Regions from separate parts of the Mus musculus genome. Here region 1 is linked to region 2. Evidence: chromatin contacts called from public HiChIP or PLAC-seq data. All regions are on one chromosome and are shown on one strand. Each heading gives the region's core, a stretch centred on a gene start, on an enhancer-like site or on the middle of the called end of the contact. The rest is flanking DNA. Distances are from core to core; before and after follow the strand shown. Region 1 holds the start of Zbtb40 (zinc finger and BTB domain containing 40). Region 2 has its middle 27 kb from the start of C1qa.

Region 1 (6,452 bases), core at 3,231-5,730, 120 kb after region 2:
GAAGGCTGAGGGCTGGTGCCGCCCCCCAGGGTGTCAGCCCAGGTGGTTGCCGGGACGGGTTATGTGCGTCCTCAGTACGGACGAGGCAACAGGGCACACCAATTTGTTTTTCAATCTATTTTACTTCAGTTCAGAGCATCATCTCAGACAGACAGCCCAGGAAAACAAGCCGTACTTCGGTTCCTCCCAGCCTTCCTCAATCTCCAAACGCAGCTGAGTGTTGCCAAAGTGCAGCTTGTTTTCCTGGGCTGCTGTCTGCACTGATGCTTTGAACTGAAATAAAATAGATTGAAAAACAAATTGGTGTGCCCTGGCCCCTCCCACAGTCTCAGGCCTTGCTTCAAAGCTGGCGTCACCACCTCCTCTTTACTGGAGCCCAACAGACCCAAATCACAAAGCAGAAACAGCAGAGCTCAGAGGGGAAGGTCCCACCCAGACCCAAAATAGCAATTTAATTCTGGGCTTGCAGTTCAACACTGCATTAACATGCCACTCTGCGGCCAGCTCCCAGATCCATTCTCTGGCCTGGGTGACATCTTCTGATGACATGCCCAACACGGTTACTGCATACAGTTTAAAGCAAAACCTGACACCCATTCTTCCACGTGACAGCTCCAGCAAGCCCTCAGCTTAGCACAGCCTGTGGTTGCTCATGCTCACGCTCTGTTCAAACCTATTCCAAAGGCCTGGTGCTTTTCAAGTATTCCACACCATAATACAGGAAGCTATGCTTTTTTTTGTTTTGTTTTGGGTTTTTTGTTTGTTTGTTTGTTTGTTTGTTTGTTTGTTTGTGAGACAGAGCCTCATGATGCTTGCTTTTTTTTTTTTTTCTGGGCTGGCCTCAGAAATCCACCCTGTTCTTGCTTTTGAGTGCACAGACTAAAGGTGTGCACCACCAAGCCTGGCTTAAAGGATGCAACTTTATTAAGAAGATTTTGAAAGGAAGTCCACAATCAACTGCAAACACACCCTGTAGGCAGCATGCAGCATTTCCCCAGAAATCCCTAAGAAAATGCAGATATTGGTGCCAAAGGTGTAGCTCAGGCACAGAGCACTTGCTTGGTGTGGTGCAGGCCTGGGTTCCATTCCCGACACCCCTCAAAATTCAGGTGTCTCCGACTGAGGAACACACACACTCCAAGCTTAAAACACTAAAACGATTAAAAACTTTCTGTGTAGACAATTGTCTAGCTTGGTTTTAAAAACGAAATTCTGGGTTGATGAGATGGCTCAGTGGATTAAGGGTACCCGCTGCCAAGCCTGTCATCTGAGCTCAGCCTCTCACGGTGGCACAACATAGGGGAGAAGCAAGCCCTGTAAGCTGTTCTTCCTTCTCAGTCACACTGCTGCAGTCAGGCTCCCACACTGACCGGCTACACTCTCCTCTCTCCCAGCCTCCTCCTTCCCCCGTCTCTGTCTCTCTCTGTCTCTGTCTCTGTCTCTGTCTGTGTGTGTCTCTCTCTCTTTCTCTCTCTCACACACACACACACAATTAATTTAATTTTTAAATAGCTTAGAAGAACAATTAAATTCCACTTGAGAAAGCTGTTCTCTATTTAAACACTAGTAAAACTCTGTCTCCTCCCCCTAAAAAAAAAAGATAGAAAACCGACGCCTATCCTGACACCCCTCATTTTGCTAGTAACATCTGGATTTGTACTGTTATTTAATACATCTGGGACCAAATTTGGGCATTTCCAAACAGATTTAATTACCAGCAAACACACTGTATCCCAGCACTCCACACTGAGGCAGGAGGATAGGTTGCTTTACCAGTTCATGACCAAGAAGACCCCCACCCCAAAAAGAAAACTTGAACTATTAGGATTTTTGTTGTTGTTGTTGTTGTTGTTGTTTTGGAAGCCGCACTGTCCAGACTGTAAGAGCAAACAAAAGCACTCTGGGATGCACCAAGCCACCCAGCTCTGAGCTCTTGGTGTGAAACAAATTCCCGGGTATTTGTTTAATGAATCCTCAAAAATGTGTATATTTACGAACCTATGGATACATGAAGCTGTGGCATTGGCTAGTAGCTGAGGCCACAAGATCAAGGTGTGGCATGACTCTTGTGGACCTCACAAGCTTGCAGGAAAGACAACAGACGGAACACAGCAGGGCATGATCTGTTTATTGCGGCTCCACACTCCCTATGCATAAACCATGTAACACCAGCCATCTCCCCCTGGGTAAAATGTTAATCCTAACACTATCTGTGTCACAGGCTGACAGTTCATATTAAGCCTTAGTGCCAGTACCTGGCACAAAGAAATTGCTCAGTGAGCGTTAGCTACTTATTTAATTGCTAGGATGCTATGAGATAGGTATCTGAAATTATTCATTCTTGCCAGACAGGCAGGGTGATGTACAACTGTAATTCCAGCATTTGGAGGCTGAGGCAAGAAGATCTCAAGTTAAAGGTGAGCCTGGGCTGCACAGCAGGCCTTTTTTTTTTTTTTTTTTTTTTAAAGAAGGAGAATTATTTCTGTGCACCTATACATTACCGAAGCCCTTTGAAGAATTTAAATTCCACAAAGAGGCAAAAGTCGTGGTCCTCTTGTGTAATAACACATTTCTAGGAATCATACCTGCACATAGTAGAAGCACCTGAACAACTGATTAAACTCATGCAAGCATAGGTGTAAAAAACAAAAAAAACCAAAATAACTGTTAAATGGGTCATGGATAGCTGGGCGTGGTGGCGCACACTTTTAATCCCAGCACTCGGGAGGCAGTGGCAGGTGGATTTCTGAGTTCGAGGCCAGCCTGGTCTACAAAGTGAGTTCCAGGACAGCCAGGGATACACAGAGAAACCCTGTCTCGAAAGAAAAAAAAAAAAATTGGGTGATGGAGCTTGGCAAGAGGCACACGCCTGTAACCTCAGCACTTGGGAGGAAGACTGGAGGAGCAGGAGCTCTAGACCAACCAACTGGAGATATGTGTGTGTGTATATATATATATACATATATATATATACACACACACACACACACGTACATATACATATATATGTATACACATACGTATATACATGTGTATATACACATATATACATAAATGTGTATATATACACACACAAATACATATATGTATATGTATTTATTTCCAGGCCAGCCTATATATATATACATATACATATATATATATATATACATATATATACATACATATACACACACATATACATATACACACACACACAAATACATATATGTATATGTATTTATTTCCAGGCCAGCCTATATATATATATATATATATATATATATATATATATATATATATGTATATATATAATATGTGTGTATACATATACACACACACAAATACATATACGTATATTTATTTATTTCCAGGCCAGCCTGGGCTACATGAGGTCTGTGTCAAAACAAGCACAAGACAGAATGGGAACCTGTCACCGAAGAACCATGTCTACATTGAGCATAATTTATGCCAAGCACTGAAAATTTGCACTTCCTAACCCTAACCCTACATTGATTGCTTAAACAGCTATAACCCACACCAAGATTTGGATACAATTCCAAGGAAGAGCACTCCCAGAGGGAGAAAACTTACAGTTTGAGGTAATGTGACCTAGGCTATCATACAAGGGGGATTTCCCAGCGACAGCCTCACATTGCCAGCCCTATAAGCTAGCACACCCTAATCACACTTCACGTTTTGTGCAGGGAAAATACACTGCAAAGCTACGTAGAGACATAAAATAGATGGCCAATTGCACACACTGGGCGGGTGATAGCTTTGTAAGGAATGAGAGACCACTAGCTTGACGGCATCATGGAAGCTAGTCACATATCGTGTCAACTGTGCCTCGGGCCAGGATTGGCAAACTTCTGTAAAGCGCCGGAGAGAAATGACTCTGGCTTTATGGACCTTTCCATCAAAGCCGAAAAGCAGCCGGGGCAACTGCGCGCACTCCCCCGCCCCGCGGCAGGCGAGCGGCCGGACAACCCGTTAAAAAGAAAACAAAAAACGACCATAGCTGCGTCTCCGTGCAACTTCACTGCTGGGAGCTGAAGTTTTATTTCCCACGACTTCTATTTCCCCGCAACTGTTTTACAGCGGATAAACAAAAGCTGAGAGCAGAGATGGGAGGGAGCCCTCTGGGCCGGGGCGTCCGCAGCACAGCCCGGGAGCCGGGGAGTGAGGGCCGCAGATGCCAGGCAGTGTCCCGCGTCCTTCCACGGGACGCAACAACCTAGGCTGCGCCCGAAGTGAGGGCTGTTCCCGGGGGCCACGTCCCGAGGACAGCGGACGGCGGCGGCTGTGACCGACGCGAGCCAGGCGGAGCTCGCTCCGCGCATCCCCTGCGTCCCCCAGGGGTCCTGGGGCGCCCCTCACTCAGGGAGTCTCGGGAGCCTCCGCCGCGACAGGGGTCTCCGCGCAGAGTCCCAGCGCCGTTTCTATGGTTACCTGCTCAGCACCGATTCAAACTGCCGTTCTTTATTGACAGCGCCATTGAGGACACGAACACTCCTGCCCGAAGGGAACAATAAAGCTTTCTCCATTCAACAGCGCTGGAGACGCCAAAAGGCAGCCATCTTGGGGCCGGGGAAAACGCCGAGGGCCGTAGCCCGGATGTGCGCACGCCGTAGTCACGTGCTGGGGGACGGTCTCGCGAGAAGGCTGTCCCTGCATCACGTGCACGCTTTCTACCAATGGCAGGCTTCCAAGTTTGGAACCTGGTCTGCTCTTGACCTTTGACCTTCGCCTCACAGTACCTTGGGAGATGTTTCCTTAGCATGTTCCATAGCATGATCCATCCCTTACCTAGCCACTTCTGAGGTTTGCTGCGAAGAGACGACAAAGATTTCTTTCCTTCTTTTGTAACAAACAGTCATGTGCAGGGCGAGAACGAGACTGATTTCTGGACTGGGCTTGGTATGGGTGTACACGGGGTTTCTTTTGCCATTATCCTCTCACGTTTTAACCTATAGCACCACACGCTGGTTATGAACCCCGAGTCCAGTGTCCTGGCAGTCAAATGGATGTGAATCGGATCCAGTTAACATGAGCCCCATTGGCACTGGTCATGAGAGCTGTCCCTGCATCACATGGAGACCCATTTGTCCGAGATCCAGGCTTCTCGTTGCTATGTCTAGCTCCCAATGTGATTACAGCTGTTCCATGGGCAATGACAATATTCAGTCGTCCCCAGCACTGTCGCTGTCAGCTCGACTTGATGCAATACCTTTAAAACAGAAACCGAACCTATGGAGCAGAGCTGTCACTCAAATTTCTGTCATCTAATACTGTGACTGCAGTTTGCAGCTACTGCTGAAGATAAATAATTAGAACACTCTGGGTCATTAGAGCACTCTGGGCAGCTGTTCTAGTTAATTTTTGTTGTGATAAAATATCCTGAACCCCCTCCCCCCCCAAAAAAAAGTCTAATGAGTCAGGCTTAGTGACCCATCTTTTAATCCTGGTGCTTTGGAGGCAGAGGCAGGCAGATCTCTGAATTGTGAGGCTACCTTGATGTGTGTGTGTGTGTGTGTGTGTGTGTGTGTGTGTGTGTGTGTGTGTGTGTAGTTTCAGGACACCCAGAGCTACATAATAAGACCAGGAAGAAGGAGGAGGACCAAGGGGGGAAAGATTTTTTTCAGCTTACAATTGCAGGTTAGTCCACCACCTTGGAGAAGTCAAGGCAAGACAAAGACTTCAAACCACTAATCACACCACATCCATAGAGCAGAGAGAAGTGAATGCATGCATGTTCTTGCTTGTGCCCAGTTGGATTGCAGGCACAGTTCAAGACTCCTTGCCTGGGGAATGGGGCCACCCACAGTGGACTGAGTATTCTGACATTGGTTTACTCAAGATACCCCCACACACACACACACACAGGGACCAAACCAATGTAGACAATCCCCTAGGGAGACGCTTCCCAGGAGATTCTAGGTTGTGTCAAGCTGACAAGGTGCCACACCATGTTCCCTGTCGGTGGTTTGTCAGCACTCGGCCACTACCTTCTTGCCACAGTCAAACCAGTATCTGATAGGGCCCTACCAGGTGCACGGTCACCTGGCCACTGTTACCCACACAGATCACCATCAGCATCAGATTTATCATTTCCGTAGCCTCTAGACTTTCACCTATGGCTGTTGGGAGGACTGATCCCCCACTTATAGCAGGAGCCCCTCCCCCCCAATGTAGAGCTGACAGGTTTAGGAAATACCTATGACAGTGCTCAGCACATAGGTGCTCCACAAGTAAGTACTAAATTATAGTGTTTTTAAAGAACAATGTGGCTACTGGCCACTGTTCTGCATAGAAATGGAGGTGACTTGCATCTCAAGCAAGTTTTAAGCACCTCTGCTAAGCCAGGTTCTGTATTACACAAGGATTAAAAGGAGGGATCACAAGAAAAGAGGCCACTATGCATACATAATTTTCGTGACAGTGGTTGCAGAGAATAGGTTCTTTTTCAGTGC
Region 2 (6,050 bases), core at 937-3,436:
GCTCTGAGTTGGGGGAAGGGTGGAGAGATTGAGAGCAGCATTCTAGAGTTGGCCCAGGGGGTGAGGAGGGAGGGGGACAGGAGAGGGGACACTCCTCTAAGAAAAGTCACACATGGCTGGCCAAGGAAGGTCCAAGTGCTAATGAACCTGCAAGATCTTCTGGTGGCCAGTGAGGTTACATGAGTTGCCGAGGACTGAGATCAGGAAATAAGCGGAGAGATGAGCAGGATTACACAAGAAAACTGTGCATGGGGTCTTGGTTACCTCTTCCGGTATTTCCTTTGGCTCCTGGTCACATTCCTATTGAGGTGGGAGAACTGTGTCAGTTTTGTCTGTACTGAGGAATCCAGGAGACAGTCTTCCAGGACTTTATTTACACAGGAAAGTCCCAAACAGGCAAAGCTTGCTGAAAAGAGATGGATTTTGATGGGGGTGGGGGGAGTGCAGACACTGTTTATGAAAGAGGAGGTGTCCTGGGCCCTTGCTCAAATGTCTCCCTCTGTCATTTTGCTGGTGGCATCTAGAAAGGAGGCTGCAGTCGAGGTGGGGGGTGGGGAGGGGAATGACGAAAAGGACATTTTATAAATGCAAGTACAAGGTGATGTGTGGCCTGGACCATGCCTCTGATGCTGTGTGAGCTTAGGAGAGTCCTTGACCTTCTTTGGGCAAGCTTGGGGTATTTTAGTTAATAAACAAGGGGTGAGAGATGAGGCACCAGATTACCTTAAACTCCTTAGATTCTTTAATGAGGGGAAGGGGGATTATCCCCCGTCTGAGCCTGTGATTTGGCTGTCTTCTCTCTCCAGCCTGTGACCATCCCGAGGGCAAGGATTATCTTATTTATTCTGGAATCGACAGACCCAAGTGCAATGTCTGTCACAAAACAGGTGCCCGGTAAGCATCCACTCCCCAAACATGGGTCGCTACCTGCTGGCCAAAGCACTGTGTAAGTCACACGAGGGACTTGAAAGCAAGCACACTGGTAACCACGAGTCAGATAAGCCCTTCTGCGGGGAGCGTAGCAAGCGCAGAAACACCGGTGGGTGTGGTAGCCTCAGCAGAGTCTCCTCCTGTGGTCACCTGTGGCTGAGCCTTTGGGAGACGTGGAAGAAGGAATGCAAGGCCACAGATCCAAAGGATGGATGGAAGGATGCTGGGAAGGGTGGTGGCATGGAGGTGGGAGAGGCAGGAGAATCAGACTGTGCGGTACGGGGAGCCAGGTAACGGCTTCACATGTGAAGGGAACCTGTTTGCATGGTGGTGATCATGGACATAGCAAGATCTGCCCTATGGTCTTTTAAAATTTTTTTAAACTTTATTTTTTTAAAAACAGTATTCATTTATTTATATGAGTACACTGTAGCTATCTTCAGACACACCACAAAAGGGCATCCGATCCTATTATAGATGGTTGTGAGCCACCATGTGGTTGCTGGAAATTGAACTCAGGACCTCTGGAAGAGCAGTCAGTGCTTTTAACCACTGAACCATCTCTCCAGCCCCTACAAATTTAAAACTTTCATTTCTTCTTAAAGAATCATTATTTTAGACAGTGTCTTACTGTGTAGACCAAGTTGGCCTTAAACTCACAGAGATCTACCTGCTTCTGTCTTCTGAGTACTGGCATTCAAGTTATGGCCCACCTCACCTAGACAGAATTATCATTAATTTTTAATGATGTGCATGTATCTGTATACGTGTGTGTGAGTATGCATATGTGCACATGTGTGAATGCCTGCAAAGACTAAAGGCACCAGGTCTTCCAGACTGAGAATTGGAGATAATTATGAGCCAACCAACATCAACATAGATGTTGAGAACTAAATCTATGTATATGTGTGCCCAAGCCATGATGCGCCTGTGAGGATCAGAGGACCATTTGCAAGAATAGGTTCTCTCTTTTCAATATGTAGATGTGAGGATTAAATTCCAGTCACAGCAAGCTCCTTTACCTTCTGGCCATCTCTCTGGTCCCAAATTAGTGTTTCTAAAAGTACTATTTTTCTGGGATTGTGGGTGAGGGGTGCCAGGGAGAGACACAAGGAAGTTCCCCTAGGGACCTGAAGGACATGGAGCCCTGCCCTTCTACCTGGGGCTCAGACTTGCTGGTCTATTACAATGCAGTCTGAGAGCGCCTCTGGATTCCAGGACCCGGGACAGCTCTCCTCCTCGACCCAGCACCTTGGACAGCGCAGCTCTAGCTATGTCACAGAGCCAGTTCTTTGAGCCCTTTTCTGAGACAAGGGGCCTTCCCAAGGCACCCCAGAACGCTGTTGATTAAAACAGAAACAGCAACAAAATATGTTCCTTTTCACATCTTATTTTATTTTGCAGAGAATGGGGTATGGCAAACATATGTGCTACAATGGGTCCCGGGTCTCAAACTTCGGCTGTGAGGTTTGGCGGCAGTTTTACCCACTGAACCTTTTTGGTGGCCCCCTAACAGAATCTAAATTTTAGAGCAGTGTCAGGTTCACAAGCAAGTTGACTGGGGAATAGGGTCTGCCTCTACGGATCCTGTGTGGCTTTGTTCATGTTTGTTTTTAATTTTTAAGGATTCATTTTGTGTCTGTGAGTGTCCTGTTTGCACGTCTGTATGAGCACTACATACCTGGTGCTTCAGAGATCAGAATAAGACATCCGGAGTTACAAAGTGCTTGTAAGCCTCCGTGTGGGTACTGGGAATCGAACTTGGTTCTTCTGTAAGAACAGCAAGTGTCCTAAATCATCTATTCTGCCCTGTGTTGTCCTGTGAAGCAAGGTCTTGGGATACAGCTCAGTCTGGCTCCGTACCCTGCTCAAGTCTCCTTAGTGCTGGCGTTATAGGCAGATGCCCCCACATCCAGCTCCCTCTAGCTTTCAACCGTTTTTACTTTAAATGTTTATTTTATTACTTAATGCATGTGCGTGTCATATTTGTGGTACCCACAGAGACTACGAGAGGGCACCTGATTTCTCTGGAGTTAGAGGTCGTCGTGAGCTGCTTAGTGCGGATTTTGGAACTGAACTATCCGCGGCAAAAGCAGCTGGTGCTCTTAACCACCGAGTCATTTCTCCAGTCTCCAAACATTTTTCTTTTTTAATCATAGACTATTTTGACACACAGGAGTTGGACGACCTGGAAAAAAAACAACAGGAGTATATGTGTCCACCATCAAGATTAAGGACATTTTGTTTTATTCTTTTTTGCTGTATTTGTTTCAGTTCTATCTTTTAAAGAAGAAAATTAGTGAAATACAACAAATAGACTTCGCTGAAGCCAGGGTTTATCTGTCCCACGTGTTCTGAGCTGTCATTACCCAGTTATTCATCCAAAACCTCGGCATCCCGTTGCGACACACGCATCTGAGGCTTACACAAACGAGATGACACCCGTGCATGCTCCGTTGTCATTCACTCCTCTCTCCATGTGATTCATCCGCGAGACTCCTGTTGATCTGGTTACTCGCGTTAAATGGGGTAGATTATTTCATTGTACTTGTTAAGCCGTTTGTTTTCCTGATCCCCTGCTGAGAGGCAACCCGCTTCTCTTTGCTTTTCTGTTCTGTGTTAGGCAAGGATGGATACCCTTAGATTGCATGTGAGTGGCAATCCCTGCTGGTGGGGCTGGGGGTGAAGTTGAGCTGTAGACAACTGGCCTAGCGTTATTGGAGAAGGAAATTTATCCCACTCTCCACCAGTCACAGTTGATGCCCCACTGGGTGCCTTTTTTATCTGTAGGTGGCTTTGTTCCTCTGCTTCTGTGAGTACTGGGTGGCAAGGGATCCCAGCTGCCCTCCCTGGGCTGTCTATGAATTTGTGGGTGGCCAACAGCTTGTGACTAAACACGAAGCGACAGAAAGATCAGCTACAGGCTCACTAATGCTCCAGTGCCTCATGTGATCATCCTAATGTGAATGTTGTAAGGAGAACACCGTACTGCCCTGCAGTTCCCCATGAATCACCTGTGCACAAATCTCCTTCCCAGGGCCTGCAGAGGCTCCAGCAGCTATTGCAGCATGCATTCATAGTGATGTCGGGCAAGCCTTAGACCTGCTCATCCTAAGGTTTACTAAACGTTTCCGAGCTGAGTGTGGTGGAGCTGTATCTTAGCACTTTCAAAGTGAAGGCGGGAAGATTAAGAGTTCAAGGTCATCCCCTAATAGATAGGCAGTTCAAGGCCAGCCTGGGCTACAGGAGCCCTCATCTTGAGACAAACACCAACAAAATTTCCCTAAGCATTTTTTCAAATGACTCTCCAGAGTTGCATGCCAATTTGCATCCCCCCATGGTGTGGCAATTTGCATTCCCCCAGCAGTCTATAAACAGAGCTGTTTCCCCCATTCCATCCATCCGTAGCTGCTATGAAGCGGATGCTCTGCTCAGATTGATGGCGTCTGCGGCCTCATTACTGTTCTGCTTTGCATTTCTGTGTTTATTGCTTGAGAATCTTTGTAATATCTTTATTGACTATTCAAATCTCTTCCTCTGTTGTAGATCTACCTCTGCCCCATATTCCCATTTCTTTAGGGAATGGGGGGTTGGTAAAATGATTCCGAGGTTTTGTTATTGTTTATTTTTTGTTTCCTCAGTCCTAGATATGGACCCAAGGCCGCATGCCTGCTAGCCAAGCACTGCCATGGAACTACATCCCAAGTCCTTTGGATTTTAAAAGGGTTTCTTTATCCTGTGTGTGTGTGTGTGTGTGTGTGTGTGTGTGTGCGTGCGTGAAGTTTGCACACATGACACAGTGCACATGTAGAAGTCAAAGAACGATTTTTAGGAGCTACATTTTTCTTCTCCCTTGTGTATCCTGGGGACCAAACTTAGGATGCCAGGCTTGGGGGCAAGTTTTATAACCCACTGAACCATCTCACTGGCCTTTGGGGGAGGGGGGAAACACCTTAACAAAATTTGGAAACAAAAGCCTATTCTTATTGAGTTGGGAATGTAGCTCAGTGATAAAGAGCTTGCTCAGCTCCATGCCCAAGGCTCTGGGTTCGATACCCAGTACCACCACCAAATAAATAAATAAATAAATAAATAAATAAATAAATAAATAAATAAATAAATAAAAGTTAGTCTACTGAGACAAACTCTTGTTGGGCAGCTCAAACTGGCCTTTCACTCATGCTGTAGCCCAGGCTGGCATCAGAGCCTCCTGCTTGTGCCTCCCATGTGCTGGGATTCAGGCAAGCACTTGCCTAGCTAGCTAGCTAGCTATTTACTAATTGTCCTGTAGAAGGTCTGGGACTTAGTGATTAAGCCTCATCATGTTTTCTTGTATCATTTATGCTCTACACACCTTGCCTGTGCTTTCTCTTCCAACTCTGTTTTCTTTTGAATTCCTTATTAGCTCATACACACACACACACACATATATACATATACATACACATAAACACACACACACATACACACACACACACACACACACACACACACACACATATGACTATGTCACCCTCGAATTGATTCTGTGCATAGTGTGAGCTGGGACTGCCTTTTGCCTCTTCTGCAGTGTCCAGTTGTCCTGACTGTCATCCTTAAATGGAACCTGGCTGTGCCCTCGCCATGGTCAATCTCTGCTGTGTATCAGACTCTGTTCCAGAGGCCGGATTCTCTATTCTTTTCATATGTTGATCTCTGGCTGGGACCAGATCAGACTCTCCCACTTGCACTTTAGATGTCGGCCAACACTGCTCTCAGGTGAGTTCCCTTTCTGCCCCTCCTTGTTCCTTTTCAAAACCATCTTGGCTATTCCAGGTTCTCTCTTACTCCGCACACATCTTGGGCTGACCTTGTCACACTTCTGGGAAGACGCTGGTGTGCCTGTTATTCAAAGTGCAAGGTACAGCATACCGACACAACCAACCCTGCCTTTACAAGATTCCCCACCCCCACCTTGCTTCTTTCCCCCTTTGTATTCCATGCTTCCTGCCACCGCTTGCCTAGAAAATCAACCAGCCAGCCCTTCTCGGCGTTTCATGCCAACCAAAATGCTTTTTTCCTGCAGGAAACCCTCGGTGGCAGCCCCAGACATCCTTCTCTCTGGCCTCCTCCCTCTTGTG

The links. HiChIP or PLAC-seq counts read pairs in DNA pulled down with a chosen protein or histone mark.
Region 1: an H3K4me3 HiChIP or PLAC-seq map of craniofacial prominence shows a contact between it and region 2, with 2.5 times the contacts expected there. The contact joins the promoter of Zbtb40 here to the enhancer-like site in region 2. A contact is called at or near these places in 3 of 39 promoter capture datasets (the 3T3-L1 cell line, the HPC-7 cell line and stem cell-derived epiblast-like cells), 1 of 484 Hi-C or Micro-C datasets (nephron progenitors), 4 of 115 datasets of contacts at active chromatin or transcription factors (craniofacial prominence, embryonic hindbrain and embryonic stem cells) and 3 of 9 other capture datasets (adipose tissue, liver and pancreatic islet).

The regions. Positions count from the first base shown.
Region 1 is chr4:137,044,215-137,050,666 of GRCm38.p6, forward strand. It overlaps Zbtb40 (zinc finger and BTB domain containing 40), which reads right to left and starts at 4,481. Exons shown (of 19, transcript NM_198248.1): 1 at 4,432-4,481.
Region 2 is chr4:136,922,550-136,928,599 of GRCm38.p6, forward strand. No RefSeq gene overlaps it. Among named protein-coding and RNA genes, the nearest start is that of C1qa, 27 kb to the left of the region's middle. Within about 2 kb of position 2,187, at least 22 of the 459 cell types and tissues checked have an H3K27ac peak or open chromatin away from gene starts, as enhancers often do. A contact at or near this core is called in craniofacial prominence, where this site is marked.